Regions from separate parts of the Hordeum vulgare genome. Here region 2 is linked to region 1. The links are chromatin contacts, called in public Hi-C maps. All regions are on one chromosome and are shown on one strand. The core of a region is the stretch at or near the end of the contact, and the rest is flanking DNA. Distances in the headings are between cores, read along the strand shown. Region 1 holds the start of LOC123411474. Region 2 has its middle 90 kb from the start of LOC123411474.

Region 1 (7,627 bases), core at 2,504-5,003:
CTGCGACGGGTCACTCTGGGGGAATCTTGCTTGGTGTTAGGGAAGACGCGTTCTCGGTTGAGGACATGGACCGAGGAGAGTTCTTCGTGAGTATGGCCATCACTGATCGACGGGCTCACCTTAGTTGGGAGGTGATCATCGTCTATGGTCCGGCGGACCATGGCCGTTCGGCGGAGTTCCTTGCCGAGTTAAGGAACAAGGTGGAGAGATGCACCACTCCGGTGGTTGTGGCCGGCGACTTTAACCTCATTAGGTGGGCTTCAGACAAAAGTTCTCCAAATGTGGATAGGCCCCGAATGCGTCTTTTCAACGACTGCATCGCGGACTTGGCGCTACGTGAGATAGCCCGCGTAGGGGCTAGGTTCACGTGGTCTAATAAGCAGGCGGACCCCATCCGGAGTGTTTTGGATCGGGTCTTTATGTCGCCCCAATGGGAAGTGATGTTCCCTCTGTGTGGCCTTAAGGCGGTCACGCAGATTGGCTCCGACCATACGCCGCTGATCTTCTCGTCGGGGGATGGTTCCCCCCTAGATCCCGTCGTTTTCGCTTTGAGACGTTTTGGCTGGAGCAGCCTGGCTTCCGTGAGCTGGTCCGTGACCGCTGGCTCCTTGCGGCCGCTTCCCCGCCGCGTGTCTTCTGTGCGGTGGACATCTGGTACCACTGTGCGAAGCGGGCGCGCCAAGCCATGAAGGGATGGGGTGCGAATCTGGGCGCTGACCTCCGGGCCCGTAAAGGGGACCTGCTGGGTCAGATTAAGGCCTTAGATGACTTGGCAGACGGGCCAGGTCTTTCCCCGGATGACTGGGCCCGTAGATATTCACTCGACGCCGCGCTCATGGACATCTTCAAGAACGAGGAACTGTTTTGGCAGCGTCGAGGAGGCCAGAACTGGCTTCTGAAGGGTGATGCAAACACCGCCTACTTTGAGGCCATCGCTAATGGCCGTAGGCGGAAATGCGTCATACCCTTCCTCCGGGATGGGGATGCCCTTCTAGAGAGCCCATAGGACATCTCATCTCATATTTACTCCTTCTATAAGGAGCTTTTCTCGGCAGAGCCGCGGGGAGGCTCTTTCCTTAGTGTCGACTTCTGGCCGCTTGCCAATCAGGTGTCCGATGAGGAGAATGCGGAACTCACCCTTCCGTTCTCCCCGGAGGAGGTGGGTCAGGCGGTGGCCTCTATGAAGGCTTGCTCGGCCCCGGGCCCGGATGGCCTCCCAGTTTTTTTCTTCCAGAGATTCTGGGAGACCGTGTGCCCGGTCATCATGCCCATGTTCCATGAATTCTATATTGGGACCCTAGACTTGGGCAGACTTAAATATGGCGTCATTGATCTCATCCCCAAAGTAGTTGGGGCCTCGGATATTCGGCAATTCCGTCCCATCACATTGATCAACGTGGTGGCGCGTCTTTTTGCTAAAGTATGCACCACTCGCCTGTCCACTGTGGCCGCACGGATTGCTCACCCTCTCTAGTCCGCATTCCTGAAGGGCAGGCGGATTCATGATGGGATTCTTGCCCTCCATGAGATTGTCCACGAGGTGGCGTCCAAGGGACTCAAGGGGGTCTTCCTCAAATTGGACTTCCAGAAGGCGTATGACCGCCTGGACTGGTCCTTTTTGAGGATGGTGATGCAACATCGCGGATTTGACTAGAGGTTGTGCTCCTGGATCATGCAGCTGGTTAGATCCGGTAGCACAACGATCAATGTTAATGGGGAAGTGGGCCCCTTTTTCCAGGCTTCCAGGGGGGTCAAACAAGGTGACCCTGTTTCCCCCCTGCTTTTTAATCTCGCTGTCGACGCCCTCGCCGGCATCCTGGATAAGGCAAAGCTCGCCGGGCATATTCAGGGGGTGGTTGGTCACCTCATCTCGGGTGGTGGTGTATCTCACCTCCAATATGCGGATGACACCATGATCATGGTCACAGGCTCCGACTCGGACATTGCTAATCTTAAGTTCCTTTTACTCTGCTTTGAGGAAATGTCTGGACTTAAGATTAACTTTGATAAGAGTGAGGTGGTGGTCCTGGGATACTCCGAGGCTAAGCAGCACAGGATCGCAGACAACCTTAACTGCAAACTGGCTGTCCTCCCCATCTCTTATTTGGGGATGCCTCTTGCCAAGTCCAGAATTTTGGTCAATGGGTTTGATCCGCTTGTGGGACGAGTAACGTCCCGTGCGGAGCCCTGGTGTGGCAGGTTCACATCTAAAGGAAGCAAGTTTGTCCTCATTAGCTCTAACCTTGCGAGTCTCCCCGTGTATTTGATGGGGATGTATATTCTGCTCGAAGGGGTGCACAGCGCCTTTGATAAGGAGTTGGCTAGGTTCTTCTGGCAGGCAGGGGATGGTAGACCCAAATACCACATGGTAAAATGGGCTGATATTTGCCTGCCAAAGGACCGAGGAGGCTTGGGCATTCCAGCTTCCTGCCGCATGAACGGTTCTCTCATGCTTCGCTGGGTGTGGCGGATCCTGCAGGGAGACGGGGGGCTGTGGCTTCAACTGATTGAGGCTAAGTACCTGCAGGGCAGGCCCCTCTTGGCCTGCTCGCTCGCGTCTGGGTCGCAGTTCTGGAAATCCATTCAGGGCATCAAGAACGACATTAGACTGGGTCTGCGGATCTCGGTGGGTAATGGGGCAGAGACCCAGTTTTGGCTAGACCCCTGGATGGATGGCGAACCCTTACGCTCGCGCTTCCCGAGGCTCTTGCTATTTGCGACGACCCTACCGTCCTTGTCTCTGCGTCTGCTGTGGAGGACGGATGGCAGGTTGCGTTCCGCCGTCCCCTCGGCCCAGCTAAGGTCGAGGACTAGGAACTCCTGCAGGCGGTGGTTCCCCTCCCTGCCTTGTCGTCCAGAGATAGTGTTTCCTGGAGTCTTTCTCCCTCAGGAGAATTCTCCGTTAGTTCGGCCTATTTGGCTTTGTGTAGGATGCCTGTCCTTCCGTGGATATCCCCACTTTGGAAGGCACCGTTGCCCCTGAAGATCAAGATTTTCGTTTGGCAGCTTCTTCGAGATCGTCTGCCTTCAGGGACGGAGGTGTTGAAACGCCATGGTCCGGGTAACGGCATTTGTCCGTTGTGCCATGTCCCGGAGACCGGCGCTCACATTTTGTTCTCCCGCGTCGCGGCACAGGCCCTTTGGTGCTTTGTTCGCGAGGCCCTCGGACCGGAATGGGTGGCCTCGGACCTTGCAGATTTCCTGCAGGTACGGGCCACCCAGGTCGGCCGTAAGCGCCGACTGTTCTGGCTGCTATTCGCAGCTATGATGTGGACCCTTTGGACTACTCGCAACAAAATGGTGATTGAAAGGATCTTTCAGCGACGTGCTTTTGACTCGTTCTTCAAATTCCTTGCCTTTTTACAGCTTTGACATCCGCTCGTTAGGACCCAAGACCGCGGCAGGCTTCAGCGATACCTGGATGCGCTGATGGCAGCTGCCCGGCGGCTCGCCGCTCCATGGGTGCACCTTAGCCGCCCCTCCGTTGGCATTTTTGGTTTCTTTTCCTTTCTTGGGCAGGAATGTGCTGGTGCCCCAGCATTTCCTACGTTTGCACTTTGTTGGTTTGTATTGTTTAGATGCTGGACTATGTGCTTTATCTATAAAGCGGGACGAAAACGTGTTTCGAGATTAAGGTCAAGACGTAGCACCGGCGTTAAAGTCGCAACGGCGACGATGTGAACGCCCACCCCATCACAAAACCTCCGTGAAGCCGTTAAAACCCCACCCTACCAGATCCCGTAGGACCCCGAGCACCGCAATCCGGCCAGCCAATGGGGCGTCGCCATGTCAGTAAAACTTGGCCACGTCCGCGCAGGATCATGGAAAAAGCGCCTCGCCTTTGCTGGCCCCGCGCCACCCTGCTCGCGGCCGCGGGAGATCCCCTCGCTTTCCCTCCAAATAGCTTCTCCCGTGCTCATGTTCCCATGCTTGTCGCCCATTTTGCAGGGAGCACCTTGAGGTTGTAGTGAAGTATTTCCGAGGCCATGGCTAGCGGCGGCGGCGGCGGCCGGCGGCGAGGGTCGCGCCGGGCCAAGGTGAAGAAGAAGAAGAAGACCAAGTACCTCAGCCTCAGCCGCCACCTCGCCAAGGCGGTGGAGGTCGACAAGCCTGCCGAATCTCTGTCGGCGGAGGATTCCTTGCCGCCACCCTCGGCTTTGGCGTCGCCGTCCACGGAGGAGGCGGTGGAGGATGGATGCGGGCACGAGCAGCAGCAGCAGCAGCAGCAGCAGCTCGAGCCGTTCGCGCTGCATCCTGAGGCGCCGTCGACTCTCTTCGCGGCGGCGCCGTCGCTCACTGACATCCTCGGCCTGTCCTCCTCCTCCTTTTCCGGCGGCGGCGAAGGGGATTCGCCCTCGTGCACCCCCTCCCCGGACGCCTCCGCGGGGACTGCTGGCGGGGAGGAGGACCTTGCGCGGCGCGCGCTCCGGGGGAGGGAGCGGTGGGTGTACTGCAGGAGCAGCTCCTCTTCGCCTAGCGCGGCCACCGCGACGACCACCACGTCATCCTCGTGCTCCTCGGCCGCGAGCACGGGCGCCGCCTCCGCGCGGTCGCCGCTGCTCAAGCTGGACTACGACGAGATCCTGGCCGCCTGGGCGGGCCGCGGGTCCCTCTACATCGACGGCGCGGCGGGCCACGTGACGCCCAAGCTGGAGCTTGGTTCTGTAAGCCTAAGACCCCCTTTATCTTCTCGGACTCGGGGGGACGATGCGCGCTCGTGAATCCTGACACGGAGTCTCGTTGCGTTGCAGGAGGTGTTCGTGGATGTGGCGCCGCCGCGGCAGGCGGCGACGTGGAGCTCGCCGGAGGTGTCCGGGAGGGCGGAGCGGGTGAGGCGGTATAAGGAGAAGCGACATGCCCGGCTGTTCTCGAAGCGGATCCGGTACGAGGTACGCCGGCTCAATGCCGTCAAGCGGCCGCGCTTGAAGGTAATTCTTCGCATCGCGTTCTGCCGTATCTGAACCTGTTGCAGTTTCCTTATCGTGTCTGTGATCTAGCAATATGTGTGGGTACATACTGCATCAGTAATGATCTGAACTGCTAAATGGCGTTGATGGGAATCTGGGATAGAGGTTGATCAGATTCTATACCTCCGGGAATCTGGGTGTAGATCGTGGATTAGAGATCCAGCTTCTGGTCCCAGCAACAATTGAATGAACTTATCATACAGAACTGAAGCTCTCCACATGGCTATGTAAAGATAACCTCGAAATTATGGTCCCGCGCTGACCTTCTTCATTTGACGATTACCAAGAATTCACACATCACTTGGAATGAATCGAACACTGCGCCTTAAGTATCTTTCTGCTCTTGTACCTAATTTCCGGCAAACACGAGACAGTACTCCTGGTGGTTCTGGCTTGTGCATTTGATATTTTGGGTGTGCAGACTACTAATGCATCACAGGGACTAGTCTGTTACTCCAGTTTGTTTCATCAATCTCATTCTAACAAGCTGTGTGCATCTTGTTTCACTTAACAGGGTCGTTTCATCAAGGATAAGGAGGGTGTTGCAATGGCCAACTGAGGCGAGCTGCGGCCTTCATCATAAAGACCTTGCCTCATCCAGTTACAAGAATGGTTCATGAGCCCATTCCATTCCATCTGTAAAATGTAAATGATCAGGTTAGTCTCCAGGCTGCCATATACCCAAACCGGATTTGTTGAATCGATCTGCCGCTTCCTGGTCAAGCGGCAAGCTAATTGTGGTCGCTGCGGATCGTGTTATTTGGCAGTTTTGTTGTAGGATGAAAATAATAGAACTTGATTTGGTCATAAATTTCGCTGCGGCACTGCACTTTTGATTCAGTTTTTGGCGAAGGTTCTGCAGTCCCGTGAACTTTCAGATCTTCAGATGATCAGCTACAATTTGTCTAAATTGTTGATGTTTATGTTTACACGAACTTACTGATATTTGTACCCTTCAGAATCTCACGGTCTGTGCCGTCTGATCGGCGTAAAGATGAACTGTATTTGTCAACATAGGAAAGATCATGCACTGATTTGCTGGCTTAGATCGAGAGTTTTCTGCTACTGTTGGGTGAAAAAAGATTTGGTTCGTTGTGCCGTTCTGTATTTCTGTTCTGTCAGTCGGTGTTAAGATCAGGTCATGTGACCGCTGGTCTGATTTTGTTCTGGTCCACTTGTCAGTGACTTCTTTTAGGTGCATAGCTGTTTCCTTTTTTCTTGTTCGTGGCAGATAAACTTGGGCCTATCTGTCAGTGGCGGCCGAGACCAGCAGCTGCAGCGGTTTGGCCCCGTCTGAGGAGCAAAACCCGATGCCAAACTTGTTCCCTTCCCAGGAACTCTCATTGATGTCCAAAAATTTCTAAGCGCAGAAAACTGATTTTTTTTTTTACTTGGGCATCCATCTTTTTTCTTTTTTGAGGGGTGACCACCCATCTCTAAAGCGTGTGAGGTTCAACAAAGTTAATGGACTAGCTCAAAAAACTGGTCTGCAGACTCCAGTTGTAATATTTCGGCAAAATCCCCTCCCCAAAAAACCCAGCGCCATCGCTATATTGACCTGAGCTGCCGCGTCTCATTGCCGTCGTAGGTACCGGCCCTAGGTGTCCTCACCCGCAGCTAGTTGACCCGCATCGTGATCGCCGTGCATCACCACCTTTGTCGTCCATTTTGGTTGACTGGTGTCATAGTGTCCTGCGCCTCCTCCGTGCTTGCAATCTATGATATTACTAACATGGCTGGGGCAAAAGCTGATCATTTTGCGTGTCAAATGTTTTTTCTTGAGATTTAGCTCAATCATAGTGGCAAGCTAGAAAAGAAACTCAATAGAAGGCGTCATTTTATCAAGGATTTTGCTAAAATACGTCTAGATGTGAGATAAGTATTTAGGGGCGGGCCCAGGATTTAAAGAATGTGTATTCAAAATTTCAAAGTCAATTTTTCCATGGCATAAAGCCTTACTTTTGCCATGTATAACCAAATATATCACCATAATTCATGTGGAAAATTCAAATGCTCATGCCTAAACAATTTATGATTCACTGCAAAGAAACTACAAATTCGTATATACTAAAAAGAAAGCCAAATAGATAAATTAACTTACTGTTGTATCCATACTCTTGGTGTTCGATGAGGCTCGCACAGCCGGTCTACTGGGCAACGGAAAACGAAGATGATGCATCGACACGCGTAACCAGCAGTGTGTGTAACAATACATAGATTTCAGGCAACTAAGATAAGATTCGACACAAGAAAAAAAAGCCAAATATTGACATCGGAGTATAAAGATGTATTAAGATATACAAACGCATCAAATTATCTACATGAACGCATCGAGCGAGCCTTCAATGCGGCAATGCCCACTGCTGTCGACTACAGAGATGGATTAAAGTTGGATTGAGCCAACAGATGGATGTGGTCGCGCCGCCTGCCTGTGCCACCGTGCGCGCGTGCGATCAGGCGATCCGCCCAGCCGCCATTCCCTACCGCTTCGAGTGCGGATGGAAATGGAATTATGGATGGGAGGCGTCGGTTTCTTTTGCGATATTTCTTTTTACCGAAGCGCTATGCTATCGATGGATTTCTGGCTCGTGCGTGCAGGCCCTTCGTGCTGCAGCGATTTGGGCCATCTCGGGGTGTGGGCTAGTCTTCATTTTTGGGTT
Region 2 (6,725 bases), core at 749-3,248, 89 kb after region 1:
GTGAGCCACAGGGACTCAACAATCTCATGACCTTGGTATCGAGTCTAACTAAGTTAATAGGTGAGGTTGGCGTATATGTTTGAGTCTGCAGCAGCCTAAGCATTTATGGTGGCTAATTTACATTGAACATTATTAAGATAATGGTGGTCTATGCATGACAGTCGTTAACTAAGAACAATCACTAAGTGATCCTGAACACCTACCTACGTCAATCATAACCCCACCGTGTTCTTGATCAGAGAAGGAACTCTGAAAGAGAGAGTCACGGTTACGCACACAATTGGCCGATTTTAATTAAGTTACTTAGAGTTATCTAGAAACGGATGTTAACAAAATATCCATGATTGCCACATAACCACGGGCACAACTTTTCGAAAGATTTAACCCCACAGGGGTGCTCCAACTAATCCATCACAAATTACCACATGCCGCATAGAAATCCTCGACCGCGAAACTCGCGATCTCGTCGGATTCCTTAGAGGAAAACCTCAACCCTGATAAGACGCAAAGTCTCACCGGAATCCCAATGCGTAAGATATATCATAAATTAAGACAAGTCCAGCAAGAGCTCCCAACGTGTCGACGAACCCGATAGGAGCCGCGTATCTCGTTCTCAGGACATGACGGATGAACATTATGTACAGTGGCCAGATAGAAATCCCCGAGTTGCCCCAGGTGGCCCCGCAAGTTGCTCTAATTAGGACCAACACTCATGAGGAGCACTGGCCCAGGTTGTTGAATAAGTTCCTCGGGGTAGCTATTCCCTATGCTTTTATTATTAAGTTGTTAGTAAATTAATACCAAAGTTGGATCTTGCGAGACAAGCCTTAACACTAAATGATTTACCAAGGGGGTCCCCATAACAACCCCGAACGTGTTAGGAGCGCTTAGTTATGGAATAGAACACCTCTAGCCGAAACTAAGGTGACAACAGCGGAACAAATCACCCGGTAAAAGGTTTGGCCTTCCGCTATTAACCAAGTACATAGGTGCACTAATTAAATAGCATTTAAATAAGATGATATCAATTGCACATGTTATCGCATGGACCAGCTTGCACCTGCAACTAGGAACGCTAATAAAATGGTTCAAGAAGCCTAACCTAGCCAAACAATATTTTCTAGGAGAGGAAGTGTTAGAGGTTTCATGGCAATGTTTGATGGCCTATATATTAGGTGGTAGGCAGTGGATTATAATGATGGAAAAAAAATCAACTAAGCATGATAAAGCTAGAAACGGTGCCAAGGTCATGATCATCTTGCTTGTGAAATCTTCAGAGTCAAACTGTTCCTAATCTTCCTGCATGAACTCGTCGGACTCCTCGAACTCGTTTCCAGACCCAGTAGCTACCCAAAAGAAACAATCACCCAATAAACACCAGCGAGAGACTATGCAACAACCAATATGATGCATGTATGCACAAACTTCTAAATATGCACAGAAACAATCATACTCAAGACCAAGTGCCACCTCATCACAAAATGACACTTTTGCAGAACTGCTCCAAACTGTAAATCATTGCCACCAATAGATTCGTGGGGGTTTTCTACCCCAATTCCATATATCATACTATTATATTTGCATGCATAAAAACACCACAAAACAGCAAACAAATGCTAATCGAAATCAAAACTACTCATGTCAAGAACAAGGGTTGTTCTTGCACCTGCCAGATTTGGTATAAACCAGATTAAGCAAATTCCTTACATCATACCTATATACTTGCTTGCATAAAACTACCTAAAAACCGAAAAGAAAATCTACAAATAATCCAATACTACATATAAGTCAAATCATACCCAGTTGGGTATATGCCAGATTTGGCAAATCCCCTTTCAGAAATATTCCACAAAAGGGAATATCACACAAGTCACAAAAATATATATCCCCAACATATATAAACTGGCAGGGGGGCCCACTAGTCATACGCACCAGGGGGCCTAGAGTATGCCACGTGGCCCTACACACCACAACACATGAAATAAAATGGGGGCATGGTGGGTGTTCGAACCCACAACCTCCGCCTCCACGCACACACACCCTACCACTAGGCTACAAGCGAGTATCTAAACTAGCAGAGGGGGTAATTGAGATAAAATCCCGAAAGTGGGGCGCCCGGGGGGACTCGAGTCCACGTTCTACAAGGGCAGTTGTGGCTCTGTTGCCACTGCGGTAGCGAGGTGTTAGCTACACTAACACAGCAGCAGGCAGGATGAACCGCCGTGCTTGCTAAAACTACCACACCAAGATACCGAAGCAAAAAAGCGAGGCGCTGGGTCTCGAACCCCAGACCTGCCGGGTCTGCGCGTGGGGAAAAAGCCAACTGAGCTCGTGCGGTACTACTGTCCCAAAAGGGGGAACCACTCTCCGTAAACACATAAAAGGGGGCGCTTGCTCTGCTTTGGCAGAGAGGCGCCGCCGCCGACGCTCCCCGTTGCACGGCATACTACGCACGGCGGCAGCACGGCTAGGTGGGGAAACTACCCTAAGCTACGCTACGGTGCGGCGCTGGGAACCACAGCCATGATGCAGAGGGGCTATGCCCATGCACATGTGCATGCACGCGCAAGCAATAAAAAGCAGCGGCTACGACTACATCAACCTCCCGGTGCAACTCCGACATGCATCGATTTCACTGCTCAAATGCGGCTAATAGAGAGAGGAAGCGAAGGAGAGCGGCCCGTGGCTCATCGAGGGTTCAGAGAAGGAGATCCGGCGTAGGAGAGGATGAGACGTGATGAGCTGCTGCACGAGGTGCTCGCCGGAGGTCGACGAACAAGCCGGCCATCGTGGACTTCGGGGAAGAAGCTCCTGGCGCCAATATTCGCGAAAAATGGAATGCCCCCGGCGTCCTCTTGCTCCTGGCAGGGACGGGGAGGAGGAAGACGAAGCCCTACGCCGGCGATGAGCTCGGGCCGAAGCTCTCCATGGCGACGGTGGAGCTCTGGCGGTCGTCCTGATGACGAAGGGGGGGAGAGGGGGAGAAGGCGAGGGCTAGGGTTAGGAGAGGGATGGTGGAGCCTTATAGCTCGCACCCCGAGGCACTGAGCCGTCGATCGCGGGAAAAGAACGATCGGCGGTCTCCATGGCGTCGTACGACGATAACAACAACGAGGAGGGAGAAGGGTCATCCTATTGGACCGTGGGCCTGAAGCTTCAGTTGTTGGGCCTGGCTCTCTTTCTCTGTGGGAGTAAACCCCTTCGCAATAAAATCAAAACATACTTGAATAAATGCGAGTGGCTAGAAGAAAAGGAGTTAACAAAAAATAAAAATATATTTAGTCTTCTAAAATGTTGCCACTATTTATAAAAATAAGTGGGGCATTTTAGGAGACCAAAATTAAATGCCTTTATTTTTAAATGGACTCTGTTTTTTAAATAAAATCAAAAGGAGATAAAAATAAAACCAGAGGAGTTGCCTCCACAATAACAAGAAGAATTTTAGAAAAGGAGGAACTTCTTTATTGGGGAAAAACAGGAGCTTTTAAATCTGCCACAAAATAATTGGAAATGGGAGAGAAGTTTTGAACTATGGTGCAACAAGGGGTTTTGAGGTTGATCTTGTTGCACCCAATCTTCTTGCAAACACGAGGGCACCTTCACACCAAGCACTTCACACTTCATGCCATATTTCCACAAGCAACACAAACAAGAACAAGAACAAGAATTGATGCTATGCAAGATGCCATGATGCACATGAAATGAAGACACCATCAACTGAAACCACTTGATCATCATAACAAGGTTGCCTTACAAGGAAAGAAATTACAATAGGGGGGAGGAATGCATTGGGGCTGTCATATGGTAGTGCCCGTAGTTCCTCCGCTTGGCGTTAGGGTGACCCTGCACCAGCACGTCCACCAATGGAGGCACGACCTCCTTGACCTTCTCCAATGGTGGCACCACCTCCTTGCCCTTGTCCATCCACATTATCAACAACACACATGCAATCATTCCTACCGGCCTAACGCTCCTACATTTACCCACACTTCTTAGCCAGCACCGCACCCGAACCCTCTCTCATTTTCACCTCTTCTCTCATTTTCACCCCTTCTCTTCTTCAACCTCTATGTTTTACTACCTCTCACTCACCATAAACTCCAACTCCAACCCTAACCCTTTCCCCTGGGGCATGGTATAGAGGGTGTTCTTCCTCGGGTGCTCGCTCGATGACCACACGAAGTTTGGGGATACAATGGAAGTGTGCTCGAATTTCACGAGCATGGGTGAAGTGCACAAGGAGCCCGATGTTGTGGTGAAGAAGGCGACAACGAAGGAGTTGAAGACGTTGATTCCTGACCCAATGAATGGTGATATGTGAGTCGACATACTTCGCTGGGCCACGAATTGGGCCAACTCTGGTTACGCTGGACACAGGGCCAAGTGGGCCTAGTACATGGAGTACATGAATCCCAATGACCACCATGCCATGGTGTACTGGACGACAAGAACTGTGGTGGATCCTATGAAGGAATACAATGAGGTGCATATGGTGGCCAAGGTGCCAACGGAGGAAGACGACAAGCTCTAGAAGGTGGCCAAGGCGCCGACGACAGGCGGCCGTGTAGGACCCATCGTTCTTGACGGTGACAATGAGGAAGAAGGCAACGGCGAAGAAGAAAAGAAGAAGCCTACGCCCCACCGCGGCTCACCGCGACTCTAGGGTCGCATGGACTAGACAAATAGGCAGTATCCCTATCCCCACTCTCGATGTAATCGACAATTTAGCCAAGAAGTGAAGATGAGGGTTGTTTGAATCCCCCCCGCTCTCGACGTGTTCAATCCCCTCCCTAACTCTCCAATCCCTTGCTAAAGAGTAAATCTAACCTGAGTCATTGCCGATGTAGAGAGTGAAAATGACTTACCGCCATGTCCGATGCACTCGGTGTGGAGGTCTGAAGTCGCTGCGGTGGTTGCCGCCGTCGTAGATCCTGGTGCTGTCGCTCCGGTGGTCATCGCCGCCGATGTGAGTGGGAAAGAGGGGAGATAGCGGTGAGGAAGGAAGGTGAGAGTAATTTATGACGTCGGTTCGGGAAACAACTGGCGTCTTGAGACTGCATCGACGCCTCCAGCCTCCCGCACCCACGTGCCTAGGGTTGCACCGCTCGGGCCCGGCTACACAAAAACGACCAATTTGAGCGTTCCTTTCGATGCATGCCTAGAGGTGCTTTAATGTTCGTGCTATGTAGGCCAACTAGTCAATGCGGGTGACCAAACGACTCATTCTCTTCCTGCGCGGGCCTGGCTCAGGCATATGCGGGTAACTAAATGCGCCCTTAGTGACTTATTTTACCCGGATAGCTGCTCCCTTGTTCATTGTTCGTGGCAAACATACTTGGGCCTATTTGTGAGTGGCCACTGGGACCGCCGACTTCAGCGGTTTGGCCGCATCTGAGGAGAAACTTCTCATGTCAAACTTGTTCCCTTCCCAGCAATTGTCATAAATGTTTCGAATAATTCTAAGTGCAAAAACTTCTTTACTTGGGCTCACCGTCCATCACCAAAGCGTGTGAAGTTCAGCAAAGTTAATGGACTAGCCCAAAAAACTAGTTCTTAGTCCCAATATTTTGGATAAATCCCCCCACACCAAAAAAATAGACTGCCTGAGCCTCGGTGCCATCTCTAAATTGACGTGAGCTACCTCCCCTGCTCATTTTGGGCCTAGCCGCATCTCATTGGCATCGTAGCTACCGTCCCACGTGTCCTCACCCGCAATTAGTTGACCCGTGTTGGTGATCGCCATGTGCCACCACCTTTGTCATCGATCGTGGCCGACTACTATCTCGCGCCTCCAGGGGCAGTCTTGAGATTTTGGGGGGCTCGGGTGAAACTACAATCTCGGGCCCTTAATACGAAAACAAGGAATGAATGAATTATGGCCCAAGTGTGATAACTGTTGTTGTGAGGTGTTTCTTATGAATGATAGCCATAGTGGCCCTAATATCATTAATGAAAACGAGAATCCCTCACGAATTTTTTGTTAGAGCATTTCCAAATAACATATGAGGCATTGATCCTACAATGTTGCAAAATGACATGAACGCAACAGAATGAATCATGTGGCCTCACACAGGGTCTCAGATGAAGTAAAGGATTCTGAGCATATTAGCTAGCGCTAGAAATTCATGTATAGAAGAATGATGGTATGCTATCTTTTCATGTTTCGAGAAAAAAACAAACTTTCAGCCAATCAATTGAGAAGAGCAATCTAGATCAAACAAATAAACATGAAAATGTTATGTTATGCTTCAAATGCAAGTATAAACATAAAAGCTAACTTCTCACAGCAAGCGTAGCGAGGCCCCTCGCTGATAGGCTTGGGCCGAAGTAGGGCGTATGGACGAGTATTGACCTAGGTCGCATGTGTTATATATACTTCTTGTAAGGGGATAGATTGATTAGTCATAAATCTTTGGCATTCGTAACCTCCCCTGATATAGTGAAGTTCGCCGGCTAGCACCTCTGGTTTTCCTCCTTCACGTTGAAAGGCTTTTCCACGTTAAAATTATGTGTTTCGTGTATTGTTTATTGTTGTTCATCTTTTGATTTATGTGTCATTTCTCTAACGAAATATAAGTAATACCGTCGTCGAAGAACCCTAGTTTGTTTTGTCCTCGATTTTGAATGTTGTCACTGGCTCGCCGTTTCTTATGCCGCACTATGTGTGTGTAATGTCCCCGCCGCCTCCTACTCACAGGTTGGGAAAATATTCACGCAATGAGCCA

The links. Hi-C and Micro-C count contacts between places; a contact is called where the count stands out from the background.
Region 2: a contact with region 1 is called in a Hi-C map of leaf, with 2.1 times the contacts expected there. The contact joins the enhancer-like site here to the promoter of LOC123411474 in region 1. A contact is called at or near these places in 2 of 6 Hi-C or Micro-C datasets (leaf and seedling).

What each region holds. Positions count from the first base shown.
Region 1 is chr7H:417,617,163-417,624,789 of MorexV3_pseudomolecules_assembly, forward strand. LOC123411474 reads left to right here and starts at 3,754. Exons shown (of 3, transcript XM_045104423.1): 1 at 3,754-4,664; 2 at 4,752-4,889; 3 at 5,482-5,807. The coding sequence starts at 3,987. The coding sequence ends at 5,526.
Region 2 is chr7H:417,707,968-417,714,692 of MorexV3_pseudomolecules_assembly, forward strand. No RefSeq gene overlaps it. Among protein-coding and RNA genes, the nearest start is that of LOC123411474, 90 kb to the left of the region's middle. Within about 2 kb of position 1,999, at least 3 of the 3 cell types and tissues checked have open chromatin away from gene starts, as enhancers often do. A contact at or near this core is called in leaf and seedling, where this site is marked.